Regions from separate parts of the Mus musculus genome. Here region 1 is linked to region 2. The links are chromatin contacts, called in public Hi-C maps. All regions are on one chromosome and are shown on one strand. Each heading gives the region's core, a stretch centred on a gene start, on an enhancer-like site or on the middle of the called end of the contact. The rest is flanking DNA. Distances are from core to core; before and after follow the strand shown. Region 1 overlaps Wdhd1 (WD repeat and HMG-box DNA binding protein 1). Region 2 has its middle 18 kb from the start of Gm10371.

Region 1 (3,026 bases), core at 115-2,614, 120 kb after region 2:
TAAGCAAATTTGGACAGGAAAAGTAGACATGTTTAAAATTTCATCTTTATTTATTTATTGTCTGTGATCTTCAACTACCAGAAATAGCTATACAAATTCCAAATTAACATTTGCACTTTTTAATGTCTATAATATAAAATGAAGGGTGTTCTGGGGCAGGAGGGTTGACTCAGTGGTTAAGAATGAAGGGTTCAGCAGGGCGGTGGTGGCGCACACCTTTAATCCCAGCACTCGGGAGGCAGAGGCAGGTGGATTTCTGAGTTCGAGGCCAGCCTGGTCTACAGAGTGAGTTCCAGGACAGCCAGGGCTACACAGAGAAACCCTGTCTCGAAAAACAAAAATAAAAACAAAAACAAACAAACAAACAAAAGAATGAAGGGCTCTAGCAGGCACCAGCACAGCAGGCCTTGCCTTCCCATTTCCCTCTTCCTTGCTAAATCATAGATTATATCCCTAAAGCTGGCCACCAAGGTCTACTCCCTTACTCGACTACTTCCTTCTCCTGAGGCCAATAACCAAGGTCTAGCTATCAAAGTATTGAATTCCAGCAATCAGGAGCCCTTTCTGTCACCTAATTTACATGCCCAACCAAAACAACCCAAATCACCCTAACAGGGGTTTCTCCTTTTCCCTTTATAAACTGCCATTTGCGCAAGGGTCACATCTGTCTCATTTCTATCCAGAGGCAGTCCTTCCACGGCAACATACACCTTCTCCCTCACCCTTGTTCCTTCTCCTTTCCCCCTTCATGTTCTGTCTCCTGTCTTTGTCACCTATTCCTTGCTCTTTGTCCCTCATGAAGCAAATCTCCTTTGGGCTGAGAACGTGGTCTTAGGGCGTCCTGTGCCAGTTCCAGTTCTTTCAAAGGACATGTGCTGCGCTTGGAGAGAGCCTAGGTTCTATTCCCAATGCCCACACAGCAGCTCCTCACTGCCCAGAACTCCACTTCCAGGATACCTCATACCCTCTCCTGGCCTCCGTGATCATCAGGCACACACATGGTGCATGGACACACATGGTGCATGGACACACATGCAGACAGATACTCATAAAAAGACCAGGAGGAGGTGGGAGGAACCTTCAATTAGTGCATCTTAGAAAACACTCACTTTTCTCTTTGGATTGAATTGACAATCCAGCACACGACAATTTGAGCTTAAAATAAGTTCTTGCTCTCTGAGGGACATTAGGGGTCTTATGACTCCCGGTGCAGGAGCTTTTTGTAATTTATACACCTGCCCTATGAGTAAGAAGCCCTGTATCTTCACCCGAGCCTCCTCAAGACTGCTGGCATGATTCAGAAGCACTTCTAAGCAAGGCGGAACTCTGACTCAGAGAGCAGTGTCATTCTTGCAGTGGCTAGAATGAATTAAGGTCACTTCCCTCAAAGGTCACCAGCACCATCCAGAGGAGAGGACATGGGATTACACTCCTTTCAATAAATAAAGCTTGAAAGGAGGACCACGAACCTTAAGAGAATCTGCTTCAAAAAGAAATGTAGTGAAGAATCCAGGGCAGGAAACCCAGCCACTGGTGATGACAAAAGGCTGGGAGATCCGAAAGCGTAAGGACGGTCTCAAAACTATCCAAGCCTGGAGACCTCCAACAGCCCACACCTGAACTCTGTGCACTCAGAGATGAGCAAGCGTCCCAACAATGGCTCTCACATGTGCCAGCCCCCTGCAGCATCAGATGATGCCCAGTGAACAGGCACAACACCGGAAAAAGCTTACTCGCCCACCTACAGCCTTAGCTATAGGGAAATAGTTCAAATATTTTAACTGTAACATCAAAGGTGAGATAGAAATTTTAAGAGAAAATTACAATTTATGTACCCTAGAAGGTAGAATTTAGTCCTCATTTACATATATTTAAGAAATTCTACCTAGGGCTGGGAATGGAGCCACACGCCTTTACTCACTCGGGAGGCAGAGGCAGGCAAATCTCTTTGAGTTTGAGGCCAGCCTGGTTTACAGAGCAAGTTCCAGGACAGCCAGGGCTACATACAGTAAACATGTTTCAAAAGAATTTTTTTTTCTCAACCTAAGAAAATAATTAAACTTTAATTTTTCAACATATTTTACTCACCGCAAGCATTTTCATTAAGAGTTCCTGCTGCTCTTTTACTGCCTGGTTTTTAATGCTCTCCTCATAATCATAACCATTTTTAGCCAAGTAATCAAGGTAGTTGTGAAACAGAACCGAATGCCAAAATTGTTCCTGGAAAATGGACAGAAGTACACAAAACTGAACAGCTCTCTCATACTGGGCAAGTGTTAGCTGTACCTTAAGATACCAGCTTTAAATATTTTCTTTCTTTTTTTTTTAAAGATTTATTTATTTATTATTATATGTAAGTACACTGTAGCTGTCCTCAGACACTCCAGAAGAGGGAGTCAGATCTCGTTACGGATGGTTGTGAGCCACCATGTGGTTGCTGGGATTTGAACTCCTGACTTTTGGAAGAGCAGTTGGGTGCTCTTACCCACTGAGCCATCTCACCAGCCCCTTAAATATTTTCTGAAACCCTCTTTTCTCTATAGTCTTACTTTACTATAATTTGAATCTCAATGTGCTAAAATCGCTTGGCTTTACGTTCTAGCCTTTTAAAAAGGCGTTTCTGTGTATGAGTATAGCACTTTTATTTCCTATATGACTCGTCCTCAGAGGACTTTGTAAGCCAATTCTGTAGGTGGTTTACTTCCTAACTATCATAACTAATTGCACGGTTTCAAATGCCTTTAAAACAACAGGGCTAGGTTAGGAGAGGATAAGTTTACGGTCAGTGTAGCGGGCTTACTGACCCTACCAGGGAAGCTCTGCCCCTGGTGAGGGCCTCCCAGTCAAAGCCATTTTCTTGGGAGAAAGCCCTGAAAGCTGTGACAGCAACCACATGAGGTGGCCTTGTGATCAAAAGATCTACTGCGGGGGGTCGGGGGTGGGGGTGGTGGTGGTGAGATGGCTCAGCGGTTAGGAGCGCCGACTGTTCTTCCAAAGGTCCTGAGTTCAAATCCCAGCAACCACAT
Region 2 (3,117 bases), core at 549-3,048:
TATATAGATATATAGATATATAGATGATATATAGATATATAGATATATAGATATATAGATGATATATAGATATATAGATATACAGATGATATATAGATACATAGATATATAGATATATAGATGATATATAGATATATAGATGATATATAGATATATAGATGATATATAGATATATAGATGATATATAGATATATAGATGATATATAGATATATAGATGATATATAGATATATAGATATATGTGTGTATGTATATACACACACATATCTAACATATACATACACACACATATATGGCATATCCCTATATGCCCCATAGCATGACATGCAACCTGCCCGAGTAAGTCTTGAAAAATATTATTATAAGATATGATTAAAGATAGACATGGTATAGTTGGTAAAATCCTTGCCTGGTAAGCATAAAGCCCTAGGTTCAATCCGGAAGAAAAAAAAAACATGTTGGTGGTTTATACACATAATCGCAGCACAAGGTTATCCTTGGCTACACAGCTGCAGCCCAGCCTAAGCTACATGACGTTCTCTCAAAAAGCAAACTAAGGGCTAGGGAGATCACTCAGACAAGGAAAGTATTTGACTCAGAAGCATGCAGACCCAGAGCCAGATCCTCAGCAGTCACAGAAAAAGCCACCGGCAGCAGAGTGTGTCTGTGTGTCTCGCTGGCACTGGAGAGGCAGAGCCAGGAGGATCCCTAGGGCTTGCTGGCCAGACAAGCTGGCTCCAGCTTCAGGGAGAGAGCCTATCCCAAAAAAGAAAGTACAAAGTATTTAGGAAGATGACACATGACCTTGACCTCTGACCTACACACACACACACACACACACACACACACACACACACACATATATACACACACACACACATATATACACACACACACACACACACACACACAAATACACTCACAATACACCTACAATAAAATGTAAAGAGGCAGGATTTTACTTTCCAGGCTACCCCATCCCCTGGAGCCCAGGGAAGTGAGCTAGAAAGACCCATGGACTCCAAATGTCTGAGCCCTGACTACCTGTGTCACAGAAAAGCCACACTGGAAGAATGGCGCACACACACTAAACCCCAGCCTTCATGGGCACAGCGGCCAGTCAGCTACTGTCCTACTCTCTGGAGCTGTGCCCTTAGGTTCTGAACTCTGTGCCCACAAGCTGTCAAGCCCTAAAATGGCTACAGGGGCCTGACTTGTGAGAAGTAAGGAAAGAAAGCCACTCTCAACTCCACCTCAGCAGGTCAAGGGGGAAAATGGGGCTCAGGGGAGAAAGTGCCTGAAGTGTCCTCATCTCCCACCATTGAATTTTCTTCAGAATCTCAGGCGTAGGAGAGACAGCAGACACTCAGCAAGCACCTCTAGGATGCTAGGTGAGGGACCCAGAGGTAGACTGGACCCTGGACCTCCCAGGTCAGAGCCCAGTAGGGATGGCAGGTGTCTCTGATCTCCTTCCGTTTTTACTAACCATGAAGACTGATCTATGGGATGTGTGCTACATACAAACCCACACACATGCGCTTGCGCGCACACACATCTAGGAAAAGAAACTCTGTTTCTTGCTTATAACCAAATTATCCCATTTCCTGACCTTAAAAAAGAACAGCAGGTTTCCTTAGAAGATTTCAAACCTTATTAGCCACAGTGGGAAATGATGCTTTAATGGGGCTATGATGGTCTCAGCCTCGGGTGTCTGTGTACGCGGCCGTATTACTTAGCAACACCGTGGCCGGTTAGGTTTAATTTCCTAGCTTGCCTGATAAGGAGGCTGCAAATGTAATTTGTGGGGCTGCAAGCTGGGCAAACTTGCAGGGCTATTAGATGAGTCACTGGGTGAGCCAGGCCTCTGTGCCCAGCTCTGCGGAAGAAGAGAGATGAGCTCTGATCTGCCGGGCTGATACCACTGAGGCAGACACAATTTTCCAGGTGTCTAGGAGCTTGTTCGGCTCCCTCCCCTCCTGCTTGCTGGGTTGTTGCCACCATTCATTAAGGGAAGCTTCGCTCACCTCTCAAACCTCGACACAATCATCTTCTAGCTCTCTGGGCTCTGCCTGAAAGCTCAAAGCCTGGTGAGGCCCAACGACAAAGGTAATAGCAGCAACAGTAACATTTTAAGCACTTGGTAAACACTGTGCCAGAGCTTTAGGTAAACACTTTCTGTTGTCTCCCAGGCATCCCCAGAAAGGAGGCATTACTATGACTCTAATTTCCCACTGAAGAAACCGGAGCTCAGAGGGTGACAATCAGCTGGAAGACAATAGAGGGTAGGGGACATGGCTGCCGGCTGAACCGAGGATAGCCTGCCAAAGGACCTAGCTGTCACCCAGCACCTTCCAGCAGAGCCATGACTTTCACTGTTCTCCAAGGATCAGGAAACCCAAGGTTTTATATATACATATACATACATACATATACATATGTTAATACATATGTGTTAATACATATATATGTATATATGTGTTATATACATATATATGTATTATATATACATACATATGTATTATATATGTGTGTGTATGTATTATATGTGTGTATATGTATTATATATATTTATGTGTATATATAGATATGTATATCTATATATACATATATATATACAGACACATATACACAAAGTTGTATGAACTGACTAATTCACACTACACTTGATCTTAGCCAAAAGGTCGAGAAGCGATAAGCTGACTAATTCAGTTATTTAATAATACCTTCATAACCAAACCCAATCTGTCTGCTAGGCAGATCCATGCCCCACACACCTGTGTACAATCTTCTCATTAGCATAAGCAAGTAAACTCATCAAAAGACCCAGTCCAAACTGAGATCTTTCCCTCCGTGAATTGTCTGGTGTCGCAGTCTTCTGAGCACCTCTCCCTTCCGTGCAGCCTCATCCTCCCGGGTGCTCCAGCCAATTATTGGTTCTCTGTGGGTTTCACATCAGACACTCCAATCCCACTCATCTCCCTTCCTCTTGTGCCTACCCTCTACCCTGGCAACCTTCCCCCAATGGAGAATAAAGACTCCCATTGTGGAAGCTGTAGTGTGTCACAGCATGTCCCACAGTATCACCTTTTGTCCACACGTCTTTGTTCGCAAATGTTCA

What was found. Hi-C and Micro-C count contacts between places; a contact is called where the count stands out from the background.
Region 1: a Hi-C map of the N1E-115 cell line shows a contact between it and region 2, with 7 times the contacts expected there. The contact joins two enhancer-like sites. A contact is called at or near these places in 4 of 39 promoter capture datasets (the C10 cell line, the HPC-7 cell line, liver and 1 more), 5 of 484 Hi-C or Micro-C datasets (the C10 cell line, the G1E-ER4 cell line, the N1E-115 cell line and 2 more) and 2 of 9 other capture datasets (adipose tissue and pancreatic islet).

What each region holds. Positions count from the first base shown.
Region 1 is chr14:47,248,672-47,251,697 of GRCm38.p6, forward strand. It overlaps Wdhd1 (WD repeat and HMG-box DNA binding protein 1), which reads right to left. Exons shown (of 25, transcript NM_001360532.1): 17 at 2,089-2,220. Among named protein-coding and RNA genes, the nearest start is that of Gm24378, 21 kb to the right of the region's middle. Within about 2 kb of position 1,365, at least 29 of the 459 cell types and tissues checked have an H3K27ac peak or open chromatin away from gene starts, as enhancers often do. A contact at or near this core is called in the N1E-115 cell line, where this site is marked.
Region 2 is chr14:47,132,328-47,135,444 of GRCm38.p6, forward strand. It overlaps the pseudogene Gm52169. Among named protein-coding and RNA genes, the nearest start is that of Gm10371, 18 kb to the left of the region's middle. Within about 2 kb of position 1,799, at least 33 of the 459 cell types and tissues checked have an H3K27ac peak or open chromatin away from gene starts, as enhancers often do. A contact at or near this core is called in the N1E-115 cell line, where this site is marked.